Linked DNA regions of Mus musculus: all the other regions are linked to region 2. Evidence: chromatin contacts called from public HiChIP or PLAC-seq and capture Hi-C data. All regions are on one chromosome and are shown on one strand. Each heading gives the region's core, a stretch centred on a gene start, on an enhancer-like site or on the middle of the called end of the contact. The rest is flanking DNA. Distances are from core to core; before and after follow the strand shown. Region 1 overlaps Sntb2 (syntrophin, basic 2). Region 2 overlaps Tango6 (transport and golgi organization 6). Region 3 has its middle 17 kb from the start of 1110028F18Rik.

What was found. HiChIP or PLAC-seq counts read pairs in DNA pulled down with a chosen protein or histone mark. Capture Hi-C pulls out chosen DNA fragments and counts their contacts.
Region 1: a capture Hi-C map of embryonic stem cells shows a contact between it and region 2, with 2.7 times the contacts expected there. The contact joins two enhancer-like sites. A contact is called at or near these places in 1 of 484 Hi-C or Micro-C datasets (CD4 T cells) and 1 of 9 other capture datasets (embryonic stem cells).
Region 3: a FOXA1 HiChIP or PLAC-seq map of pancreatic cancer cells shows a contact between it and region 2. The contact joins two enhancer-like sites. A contact is called at or near these places in 1 of 484 Hi-C or Micro-C datasets (embryonic stem cells) and 2 of 115 datasets of contacts at active chromatin or transcription factors (microglia and pancreatic cancer cells).

What each region holds. Positions count from the first base shown.
Region 1 is chr8:107,000,908-107,005,069 of GRCm38.p6, forward strand. It overlaps Sntb2 (syntrophin, basic 2), which reads left to right. Exons shown (of 7, transcript NM_009229.5): 5 at 603-799. Among named protein-coding and RNA genes, the nearest start is that of Gm22085, 6.6 kb to the right of the region's middle. Within about 2 kb of position 1,849, at least 41 of the 459 cell types and tissues checked have an H3K27ac peak or open chromatin away from gene starts, as enhancers often do. A contact at or near this core is called in embryonic stem cells, where this site is marked.
Region 2 is chr8:106,816,962-106,821,246 of GRCm38.p6, forward strand. Tango6 (transport and golgi organization 6) reads left to right here. Exons shown (of 18, transcript NM_173037.1): 17 at 1,495-1,608. Among named protein-coding and RNA genes, the nearest start is that of Gm34197, 28 kb to the right of the region's middle. Within about 2 kb of position 2,895, at least 59 of the 459 cell types and tissues checked have an H3K27ac peak or open chromatin away from gene starts, as enhancers often do. A contact at or near this core is called in embryonic stem cells and pancreatic cancer cells, where this site is marked.
Region 3 is chr8:106,567,701-106,571,954 of GRCm38.p6, forward strand. No RefSeq gene overlaps it. Among named protein-coding and RNA genes, the nearest start is that of 1110028F18Rik, 17 kb to the right of the region's middle. Within about 2 kb of position 2,936, at least 35 of the 459 cell types and tissues checked have an H3K27ac peak or open chromatin away from gene starts, as enhancers often do. A contact at or near this core is called in pancreatic cancer cells, where this site is marked.

The DNA.
Region 1 (4,162 bases), core at 599-3,098, 180 kb after region 2:
TGCATCTCTTTTTCTGTTGGTAGGTATTTTCTTTCTTTCTTTTTTTTTAAAGATTTATTCATTTATTATATGTAAGTACACTGTAGCTGTCTTCAGACACTCCAGAAGAGGGAGTCAGATCTCGTTACGGATGGTTGTGAGCCACCATGTGGTTGCTGGGATTTGAACTCCGGACCTTCAGAAGAGCAGTCGGGTGCTCTTACCCACTGAGCCATTCTCACCAGCCCGGTATTTTCTTTATGAAGACAGTAAGTAATATCCTGCCTCCTGTGACACCAGGGACTATTCTATCAGATTAAAGGATATCAAAATATCATAATTTGGGGCTGGAGAGATGACTCAGTGGTTAAGAGCACCGACTGCTCTTCCAGAGGTTCCTGAGTTCAATTCCCAGCAACCACATGTTGGCTCACAACCATCTGTAATGAGGTCTGGTGTCCTCTTCTGGTGTGTCTGAAGAGAGCAATGGTGGTGTACTCATATGCATAAAATAAATAAATAAATCTTTTAAAAAATATCATAATTTGGCTTTGAAATGCATTCATCCAAAAACTGTTGAAGGTAATGATCACCTTAGCTTTCTGTTCTATTTGTGGTCCTAGGTTGGTTCATTCAGGTTCTGGATGTCGGTCACCCTCCCTTGGATCTGACCTGACCTTTGCTACCAGGACAGGCTCTCGGCAGGGCATTGAGATGCATCTCTTCAGGGTTGAAACTCATCGGGATTTGTCGACCTGGACCAGAATACTTGTTCAGGGCTGCCATGCTGCTGCTGAGCTGATCAAGGAAGTCTCCCTAGGTAGAGATACTTTTGTTTGGCCTTCCTATCTATCTCTCTCTCTCTTTTTCTTTTTCCCCTCCCTTCTTCCCTCCCTCTCCCTCTCCCTCTCCCTCTCCCTCTCCCTCTCCCTCTCCCTCTCTCTCTCTCTCTCTCTCTCTCTCTCTCTCTCTCTCTCTCTCCCCCTCCCTCCCTCCCTCCTTCCTAACTTCCTTCCTTCCTGCTTGTTTTTGACAGGGTCTCACACAGCCCAGCCTGGCACTCTTGATCCCCTGCCTCACCTCCCCAGTGCTGGGGTCACAGGTGTGCACTCTCATTCCTGGTCCTGGATTCTAACCATAATTATTAGTTTTTTCAAGCCTTATCTTTATCAGTGTGTGCACATTTCCTTGTGTGTACATACATGCCATGAGTGTGCAGGTGCCCCATGAGACCAGAAAAGGGCAGACAGTGAAACAGAATTTGCTTTTGTGGGTGCTGAGAATCAAATTGGAATCCTTTAGAAAACCAAAGGATGAACCTTTAAAAGCTAAACCATCTCTCCTGCCCTCTAATAGTAATTAGGTGAAGTTACTCAGCTGTAAAGTAAAACCATTGTTTTGCATACTGATTGTAAGCTATTAAAACACGGTAGCTGAAGTGGTGGTGGAGGAAAGAAATCTGTTATCTGTCTAAGTACCAGACCTTTCCCATGCCTGCCATGTAGCACTGACCACCATACTACCACGTGGCTTTTTCACTGTGTATCATTGTAATCTACATTTAATAGTGTAAGAACCCAGGCAATAAGAATTAGATGCACTGACTACAGTTAAGAAGATTTGGCACTTAAGGCCATCCATACGCCCTCAAATACAAGTATCTGGCAGTTTGTGGCTGTGGAAAATAACGTGTATGGAGTAGGAGTTTCTCTTCAAAAGCTTGAAAATGTCTGTCCAACATTCAGGAGTTGGTTGCCTCATTTCCACTCTGGGCGCTCCCTCTAGTGGCGAGTCCCTGCTGGTTGCTTTGTTCCACAGTGGATGTGCCCCTGGTGGCAGACATTATGAACTTGGTGTTTCATATACACTCTGTAAACATACAGGTATTCCAGTTTGCCCTTCCGTTTCATGAAACAAGGGTCAGTGTGGCTTATATACAGGCAGTGCCTTAAGCCCCTCCTTCCCTCTCCAGATGACTCATACTCCTGACCGGATTAAATACCTGAAGGACAGACAGTATCAGTCCCCTTCATTCATTAAATCAACAAATATTTGCTGAGCACTATTTAGCAAGAGCTAGGCTTTATAATGATAGAGATAAAGTAAATAAGATCTACTCCCTGTCCCTGACCAGAGAGATGTGAGGAGAGGACAGACGCCATCCTGTTGTTCTCTGTAGTTAGTTTGTGGAGAGACTAATAAGGCGTTTTTTTCTTACACCATTGACCAGGGATGCTACCCCAGCCGTTCATAATTTGTTGTTTTTAAAAGTTTCTACTTACCAGTGAGCATAAATTCCTGGTGTTTTCCTCTAGTAATATAATAGTCACCTTAGTTGTCAATTTCTGGGGCCTACTCCCTTCGAAGTTGTCCTATAATGCTCAAAAAGCCTGAGTCAATCAGAGTGTCTGTCTGTCTGTCTCTCTCTCTCTCTCTCTCTCTCCCTACCCCCACCCCATGTGATGTGTGTGTGTGTGTGTGTATGTGTGTGTGTCTCCCCTCCCTCCTTTCCTCCCCCTCTTGCTTTGATCTGTCTCCTGCTGTGCTATAGGGTCAGGTCAAAGGACTCTCCAGAAACATTGAAACCACTTAAAACTACAAAACTAAACAACTGATCCCAGTAGCAGGATTTGTAGAAAACATTATTAGGAGGTCTCTCAACACCAGTCTTTGATTTTAAGAAATACAGACTGGGAGATGGGAAGCAGAGCTCAGTATCGCCATGGAGAGGCCTGGGATTCGGGCTTCAGCACTACAGAAAGAATAAACAAACAGGCATGGGCTGGGAAGGTGAATGCTTGCCACACAACATGAAGGCCCAAGTTCAGTTACCAGAACCCATGTAGACATCCAGCTGCACTGGCTCGTGTGTGTACGTCCCATGTAGACATCCAGCTGCACTGGCTCGTGTGTGTACGTCCCATGTAGACATCCAGCTGCACTGGCTCGTGTGTGTACTTCCCATGTAGACATCCAGCTGCACTGGCTCGTGTGTGTACTTCCAGGGCTGGGCAGGTCAAGGCAGGGATCCCTAGGACTCACTGGCCAGCCAGTCTAGCCAAATAGGTGAGCCCAGACCAAGGAGAGACCTTGTTTCCAAAACATAAGGTGGATAGCACCTGGGGAGGACCAATTCATAAGGTCTCTACACACAGGTACCTGTGCATGCACACAAAAATACAAGATAGGTAATATGTAATATGATTGACATTCATTTCAGTGTAACCCCGATTGACTCCTGGCTTTAGTATGTTATCTTAGAGTGTCTTTCTATTCTGTAATGTCCTGTGATGTGAAAAAGCCAATGTTCCCTTCCACTTATGAGTGTAAGACATAGGAACCAGAGCAGTGGAATGAAAACCAGATTTGTGGGGATGGTGAGTGTCATGGAAGCAAAAGAAAGAGGTATCAGAGGAATGGTGGTACTGTCGGCCGGTGTGCATTAGACAGACGTTAGCAGTGCTTTGTGAAGCTTACCAAAACTAAATTGTTTTAATTTTCTAGCTAACATAATATTGATTTCATTATGTCTGTGCACCACATGAATGCAGTGCCCATGGAGGCCAGAAGAGGGGTTGGATCACTTGGGACTGGAGTCCTGTGGGCCCTGAGATGGACCCCCTCCAGTCACCATGACATTTTCATGCACACACATCCCTGTTCATCCGCCATCACTGTCTCATCCCACACTGTTCCTCTTCTCTCCCCATCGTCCCTGTCTTAGTGTTACTATTGCTGTGATGAGACGTCATGACCAAAACAACTTGGGGAAGAAGGGATTACACTCACGGGTCCATAGAACAGTTTATCACTGAGACCAGTGAAGGCAGGCACTCATGCAGGGCAGGAACCTGGAGCAGGAGCTGATGCAGAGGGCATGGAAGAAGATGCTAATGGGCTCACTCTCCGTGGCTTGTTTAGCCTGCTTTTTTATGACGTCCAGGACTACCAGCCCAACAGTGGCCCCTCCCCCAGCAATCACTAGTTAAGAAAATGCTTGTCTAGGTTTGATCTTATGCAGACATTTTCTCAATTGAGACTCCTTCCTTTCTGATGACTAATTTGTATCAAGTTGACATAAAACTAGCCATCACAGTCCCTCTTCTGGTTTACAGTGTTTTTAATTTATTATTTGTATTGGCTGTGTGTATGTATAGGTCTATGGAAGTCATAGGTCAACCAG
Region 2 (4,285 bases), core at 1,645-4,144:
TAATAGCAAAACTATGTGAGAAACCAGCTTAACAGTTTAGACAAACTCACAGTCTGTTAGTACCACGTGACACACAAGTCCTGCTTGTCATCTTGAAACTTGCATGGGTGCTTCAGAAAAGCTGGTTGTCTCTTTATTGAAGTTTTACAGTATTTTTCTGCATTATGACAAACAGTGGTAGGTTAGGTGGTACAGGATTAGAGAATCTCTCTTTCTCTGTCTCTCCCTTCCCCTCCCCCTCCCCCTCTCCCACTCCCTTTCCCTCCCTCCTCCCCTCCCTCCTCCCCTCCCTCCTGTGTGTGTTCCAGCTTCAAACTCAGGTCCTCATGCCTGTACAGCCTGCAGTACCAACAGTGCTACCCCCAGCCCCACACTGCTCTGTTACATACAATTATTAGGTATGTATATATGGCACCAGTGCGTGCGTGTGTGTGTGTGTGTGTGTGTGTGTGTGTGTGTGTGTGTGTATCCGAGGACAGTGTTCAGGGGTCAGTTCTTCCCTTTCCCCTTTCTGTGGGTTTCAGAGATAGAGCTCAGGCCGGCAGGCTTCAGTAACTCATGCCTCCACCCATTTAACCAGCCCACAGCACCATGTTTTACAAGTAGATTCCTTTCTGAGATACAATTGTCAGGGCCTGAGTGCTAAAAGATCTGTTCCACAAAGGAAGGAACTCAGGCAGAATCAATCTCTCTCTCTCTCTCCTTCTCCCCCTCCCCTCCCCTTCCCTCTTTCCCTCTCCTTCTCACCCTCCCCCTTCTCCTCTCCCTTTCTTTCACTCCCTCTTCCTTTCTCTCTTCCTCTCCCTCCCCCCTCTCTTCCCCTTCCCCACATCCCCATCCCTCCCCCACCTTCTCTTTCTCTTTCCTTCCTTCTTGTGTGGGCACATTTCACACTCGGGTCCTCGTACTTGAAACTGGCTGTGCTGACTTCCCAGAGTGGACACTAGGTTTGCAGGGCTGGGTGGGCAGCAGAGGGGAAGGAGTCTCTCTCTCCTCCTAACCCTGTGCTGCACAGAGGCTTAAGAACATCTGGCCGGGAACTGACACTCCTTAGCTAGGTCCTAGCACCTACCATGACCAGTCCCTCCTTCCTCTGATGTGAAGTTCCGAAAGACGAGCACCTAACACCCTTTCCCTAGGTTTAGAGAGAATCTTGCATTTTGACCTTTCCTTTTTTCAAAAACTCCCTGGTTCCATCCATGAATTTCCAATCAGATTATGACCTTTTCCAGGAAAGCTTGTCTATACCAAACCTCTGCCACTAAATCTCAGCTTCTTCTTTTTTTTTTTTGATTTTCCGAGACAGGGTTTCCCTGTGTAGCGCTGGCTGTCCTGGAACTCACTTCGAGGCTGGCCTTGAACTCTGAAATCCACCTGCCTCTGCCTCCCAAGTGCCAGACTGCTCCTGAGGACTGTGACTGAGAGAGACAGTTGGAGGCCTGTAGGTAATTATGCAACCCTGATTCCTCTTGACTTCTCCCATCTCCCTCCTAGGTGACAGCCTGCCTGATTGCTGTGGCTAAGACAGACAATGATGTTCAAGTGCGCAGAGCTGCAGTCCACGTAGTTGTGCTGCTGCTTCGGGGACTCAGCCAGAAAGCAACAGAGGTAAGCCCGCCTCCCCTTCCTTCCGTTGTCCTGATATCCAGTCTTCTTGTACAGGTCCAGCTCAACCCTTTTCTTAGATATGAGCTGGTCAACAGAGTTTTCATCATTTGCATCTCCAGCTAGAGTCTCTGCAGTGCATTAGAGTTGCACGGTAACTGACTCAGGAAAACCACACAGGCTTACCGAGGCCCTGAGTCCTGGCACTCTCGCGGGGCAGGTTCCAAGGTGAGCTTGGAGTGCAGTCACCGTGCTCTGCAGTCTGAACTCTGGTGAGTGGTATTTCTGACTCACTCCGTTGTTCATGCTTAGGCACAAGAGGCTTCATGTCAGAGACTGGCTTCCTTGCCAGGCCTGACTTCAGTCCATACTTCCACTGTGGCACTTTTTTCTTCCTTCAGGGGGTTTGATTGGACCTCTCCCTGGTGTATAGCTAATATAGGAAGAAAGTTTATGCATCCGAATGTGTGCCTAGATCAAGTGACCTCAAATTAATTTCTTTCTTGCTTCTAATGGAACCGCCTTCCCAGCTGATTTCAGATAGAGCCTGCATTAATAATTCACTTGCTGGCACACACAGACTCATCTGTGGCCTGCACATCAGTATTTAACCAAACCTCCAGGAAGCCATTGTGAGAGTGATTGTTCTGCCACACAGAACAGCTTTATTCATGCTTATAGTTACCGTGTCAGGTTGCGGAGGCCTGTTTGTACATGTAGGCACTCTCAGTCACCCTCTTCCCACCTCACACAGCCATGCTTCCTCCATCAGTACCTCCTTGCCATTGTTCAGCCCGGCAGCTGAACTTCCAAAGGGCCACTTCCCTGATCGTCACCCTCAGCTGCGCCTCTCTGCCTGCCCGCCTTCTCATGCGCCCTGTCTGTGGTGCGGGTTGGCCTGAATGAGCTCATGTGGCATGAACTTGTTTTAAAAGCCTGACTATCGTGGCCTCAACAAGTAAGGATCTGTTTTTGTCAAGTCTCAGGAACCAAGGATAGCAGGAGAGACAGTTCTAGGCACATTTACACCCTTTGGGGGGGGGGGCAGTTTCCTAGAATCACCACCCCTACCCCACCCCAACTTACTTTTGTTTTATTCATTAGCCAGAATGCTCACCTAACCACTCCCCACTGTAAGGTATCTCCATGTTGCAGTTAGCTGGCACATTTCTGCTTGGAACAGAATCAAAGTTTAGTTAGCAAAAAGGAAGGCAGGAAATGGATATTGGGACTGTGGCTAATAGTGACTCAAAGGACGTGGGGAGAAGGGTCTGGCTGAGTCACCAAGCTTCTCTAGAGGAGCAGTGTGCAGTGATGGAGTTCTCAGGGACGCGTGCACCATGACCTGACAATTCATAGAATTAAATGAATTATAAATTCTCAACAAAACACAGCTCTTATGGAAAACCTGTTGTACACATGAGAATTAAGAAACATCTGTGTTAGGTGGGTGGTGGTGCACGCCTTTAATTGTAGCACCAAGGGGCAGAGGCAGGTGGATCTCTGAGTTCCAGGCTAGCCTGGTCTGCAGAGCAGCCAAGGCCACACAGAGAAACCCTGTCTCAAAACAATACAATGCAATACAATACAAGAGAAAAGAAAAAGAAAGGTTTGCTGTTTTCTGTCTTAGTTAAGATCCACAGGGCTGGGATGTAGCTCAGCGGTCTAGCACCTGCCCAGCACTCAGCACAGGAAAAGCCCTAGACTCAATCACCAACCACTCAAGAAACAACTTAGGCTAGGCTTAGTGTCAGATATTTAAAATCCAGCATTTAGGAAGCAAGGCCGGTGGATCATGAGTTTAAGGATAGCCTGGGCTACAGAGCAAGAGCCTACCTCAAGCACAACACAACTTGTGAAGCTTTTGGCAAATATATCATGGTCCCCGTGTTGTTCTTGTTGCTGTTTTTTTTTTCCTTTTGGGGCCAGGGGTTGATTTACATGTTCTAGTCTGCACTAAACTATGTCCCTACTCAATATCACTATTCATATAAATTGCTAATAACTGGGAAGATGGGGTGAGGGGAATATCGGGACTCTATATTAAAATCTTCTATAAGCCTAAAATTAATTAACAATAAAAGTCGGTTTAAAGGCTGGACACATGGCTCAGTAGTTAAGATCATGCGCTGTTCTTGCATAGGGCCCAAGTTTCATTTCCAGTACCCATATTAGTCAGCACCCTGCTTCCTGTAACTCCAGCTTCAGCCAGTAGGATATATATCTGACCTCAGGCACACACAGATACACATCTACACACAAATAAATAATAAAATATATTTAATATTAAGTTACAGCTTTGTAAGGAGAAATCTAAGCTCAGTGTGTTGGTTTACCCTCGTAATCCCAAAACTTGGAAGCTAGAAGCAGGAGGGACAGGGGTTAAAGTTCATTGTCTGCTACAGAACAGGAGCTCCTGGGCCGCATGCATTCAATGAAGCGGATCTCTGAGACTCTAGCTGTGGAGTGTAGCTTACTTGGAAACCTCATACTTCGTGGTTAAAGGCCCTGATTTTGACCCCTAAGGCCCAAAAAGAAAAAATTCTGTTAGTTCATGAATCCTTAGCAAGTGTGAGTTACAGTATGCACACATGAACACACACAAAGGAGAATGTGTATGTGTGTGTGAGTTAGAGAGAAATGATGGGCTTGCACAGTGAAAGATGAAGCGGAAACTCCA
Region 3 (4,254 bases), core at 1,686-4,185, 250 kb before region 2:
TGCGCCACCACGCCCGGCTACTTTTTTTTTTTTTTTTTTTAACCTCATTGAATCCAGTTTGTCATGATCGGAGGCTACCTGAACACAAGCTCACCCAAGTGCAGGGACTTTGTTCTTTCTTCCCCATTCCAACCCCTAACCTGGGGAGTACTGCCTGCCACATGTTAGGCACTCAACAAATATTTGCAAAGCCATGTATGGTGGTCTATAGTGCTAGCACTTGGAAGACTGAAGCAGGAGGATTGCTATGAATTTGGAGCCTGCCTAGGCTACAGTGTGGGATCATGCCTTGAATAATAATTAATAAATATTTGTTAAACCTGATGTGGCCCAGCAGTGGTGGGACAAGACTTTAATTGCAGCACTAGGAGGCAGGGGCAGGCAGATCTCTGTGAGTTCAAGGCTGGTCTGGTCTAAAGAGTGAGTTCTAGGACAGCCAGGGCTACACAGAGAAACCCTGTCTCACAAAATGGAAAAAAAAAAAAAAGATTCAGTGGCTTTCACCAATAATCTGAGCACGTGTGAGGTTGAAACAGGAGGACTGCAAGTATAAAGACGCCTAGGTATGGTGATGCACACCTTTAGTCCCAACACTTGGGAGGCAGAGGCAGGTGGATCTCTGTGAGTTTGAGGCCAGCCTGGTCTACAGAGTGAGTTCCAGACTATATAGAAAGACCCTGTCTTGAAAAAAAAAAGAGAGAGAGAGAGAGAAAATGTGAGGTCACCTGGGCCTATATACCAAGACCTTTTTCTAACAAAATAAAAAGTAAACGACAGGGCTGGAGAGATGGCTCAGTGGTTAAGAGCACTGACTGCTCTTCCAGAGATCTGGAGTTCAATTCCCAGTAACCACATGGTGGCTCACAACCGTCTGTAATGGGATCCAATGCACTCTTCTGGAGTGTCTGAGGAGAGTAACAGTATACTCATATAAAATAAATAAATCTTTAAAGAGTCCCAAAATAAGGAAGGAAAGATGGACTGGGGAGATAGCTCAGCAGTTAAGATCACTTGCTCCTCTCGCAGAGGACCTGGGTTCCCAGGACCCAGTTGTCTGTAATAACTGCTTGGAACTCCCACTTCAGGGCATCCAACACCTCTTCTAGCCTTCTTGGTCCTTGCCTACCTTGCACTCACACACACACACACACACACACACACACAACCGAGAGCTCGTGGATAGAGCTCTGTGGCTGCACAGAATTCTACAAATATGAATGGAGTCTTCGCCAAGTGCCTGGGCCTGGGTGGCGCCCTGGGTATATCTCATGCCTCCCACATGGGGTCCCATCCTGAGGAAGGAAAAGTGATGCGGGGGGGGGGGGGGAGAGCCCAAGCTGTGCCCAAATGGAGAGCTGGGCAGGAATTTTCCAGGGGCTTAGGAGGACAGCAGGAGCCATGAGTGTGTGCGCAGCGGGAATAGGAGCATGATCAAATTGGCGTTCTAGAATTGATTCTTCTGGTCGTCTTTGATGGACATTTACACAGATGCAAGATGACAGGTGGACAAAGGACGTTCATTCCACTGCTGTGCTGTCTGGATAAGCAAAAGATGGCCGGTGACCTTTTATCCACTAGTGGGGGTCTGCTTAAATAGTGTGCCCCATTTACTGAGGAAGGCTCTGCCCCTGAGAATAAAGAGAGGGGAAGCTTGCTGTGTGTTGATGTGGAAAGATCCAGGAGAACTGGCAGACAGGGAAAAATGGAGATCTGTGTTTAAAGGGCAATGCCTTTGGAGAGAAATGGAGAAAGTAAGATGGTACGATTTTTTTGTTGTTGTTGTTATTTAACTTAAATATGTAGAGAAACTCCAAAAGCAATGCTGTCCAATAGAAGTTTCTGCAATGATGGAAATATTCTGTGCTTACACTAAAGACAAATAGATCCACAAGCTACTTCCAGTGCTGAATACCTGAATTTTTTACTTTATTTTATGTATCATCCCCACCCCAGCTTTTATAAACTGGGGAGAAAACCCAGGCTTGGTGTGTGTTAGGCAAGGCCTCTACCAACTGACCTAAATCCGTAGCATACTCCCTTTCCCATCAAAATAAGACCCTTATTATGTTTAAGACGGGGTCTCACTGTAGGATAATCTGGCCTCAAATGGTCTATCCTCCTGCCTCATCTTCCTGGGTGCTTAGTTTATAGACCTCTGTCTCCTTCCCAGGCTTCATTTCTTTTCTATCTTTTTTAAATTTTATTTTGTTTTGTTTTGTTTTGCTTTTTGTTTTTTGAAACAGAGTTTCTCTGTATAGCCCTGGCTGTCCTAGAACTCACTCTGTAGACCATGCTGGCCTCGAACTCAGACATCCGCCTGCCTCTGCCTCCTGAGTGCTGGGATTAAAGGCGTGCGCCATCATGCCCAGCCCCAGGCTTCATTTCTGTGCTAGTCTAGTCTACTGTTGTAATTAAACACTCTGAACAATAGCAATTTTTAAAATTTATTTATTTATTTAATGTATGCGAGTACACTGTTGCTGTCTTCAGACACACCAGAAGAGGGCATCTGATTCCATTACAGATGGTTGTGAGCCACCATGTGGTTGCTGGGATTTGAACTCAGGACCTCTGGAAGAGCAGTCAGTGCTCTTAGCCACTGAGCCACCTCTCCAGCCCCAACAATAGCAATTTAAGGAAGGAAGAGGGCCATTTAACTTCCCGTTCCAGGTTACAGTTCATCACTGAGGGAATTCAGGGCAAGATCTGAACAAAACCCATGGAGGAACACTGCTTACTGCCTTGCTTTCTGGCACACTGAACAGCTAGAGCTTGCTCATATAGGTTGGAGACCCACCTGCCTATGGATGGTGCACTCACCCACTAGAGCCCGCCCACATCTATCATCCACCATGACAGATGACCCACAGACAAGGCCACAGGCACCCTCTTTCCAAATGACTTTGGTTGTGTGTGTCAAATTAACCATAAAAACCGGCCAGCTCATTTGCTGAGTTAATAATCAACATGTGCCGAGCGTGAGCCAGGTGCTACAGGTCTATAATCCCAGTAAACTGGATGCAGAGGCAGGAAAATAAGATTTCAGATAGATAGGGCTCTCCTGTGTCTATAAGGACAGAGGTTAGAGAGAAGAAAGCATGGGTGACCAGCTGCTTGAGAGTGCTTTTAAAAGAGCTCACAGAATCCCTCGAAAGCCTGAGTATATTGGTAGCTCAATGGTACAGCGAGTGGTGTGAATTGCCCTGGTTCCGGCATTAGCACTTCAGAAAACTCCCACTCAAAAGTGGGAGCATAAATGATGAACCACACAGCAGGGTGACAGGGCAGTAAATTCACAGCTAGAGCCCTAAGCCTTACAGGAGAGAAGGTTCCCTGTCGTGAGAGCTGTCCTCCTGCCCATTCACAGAGTCCCTCAGAGCATTGTGAGTAAGGCCATCCTGCTCTCTGCAAGGATCATCTCTAGAATTATGTGGGCTACCCCACAATGTGAGGAGTTCATTTAAATTTCAATTTGCAGGTGGCTAGAGATATGGGCTCAGTGGTTAAGAGAACTCGAGAGGACAGCAAGGTCAGTTCCCAGCATCATGGGGACTCAGTCCAACTGGAACTCCAACTTCAGGGGATCTAATTCCCTCTTTGGGCATCAGGCACACATGTAATTCATAGACAAACACACTCACACAAAATAAATAAATCTAAAAACTTAAAGTGAGTGAGTGTGTGTGTGTATTTAAAGTTTGAAAATTGGGCTTAGTGGCACACGCCTTTAATCCCAACACTCTGGAGGCAAAAGCAGGTGGATCTCTGAGTTCCAGGCCAGCTTGATCTACAGAGCAAGTTCCAGGACAGCCAGGACTGCCTAGGGAAACCCTGTCTCAAACAAAACAAAATTAAACAAATCATATGCACACATATTTATCCATAAATTTATAGTTTGAAATGATTGTCAACAGGAAAACCTTCGTACTTTAAAGAACTTAATTGTGAAAAAGGACTTTACCTTACAGTCTCTTTTAAGTTGTTTGATCCTGTTTAAAACCATTAATCTCAAACTGATAATAAAGCACCTCCCAGTCACACTCCTCTCAGTCTGCCCACTCCATTACTGGAGGAGGGCAGGACAAGAACCTGGCTGGGGACAAGGGATGATCTCTTGGACCACCTTGATCCCTGGTTAAAGATGGTGACTCTTCACATCAGATTTTTGTCAACTTGGCACAAGTAGGGTTTTCTGGGAAGAAGGAACCTCAATTGAGAAAATGCCGCCATCAGGTTCGCCTCAGGCAAGCCTGC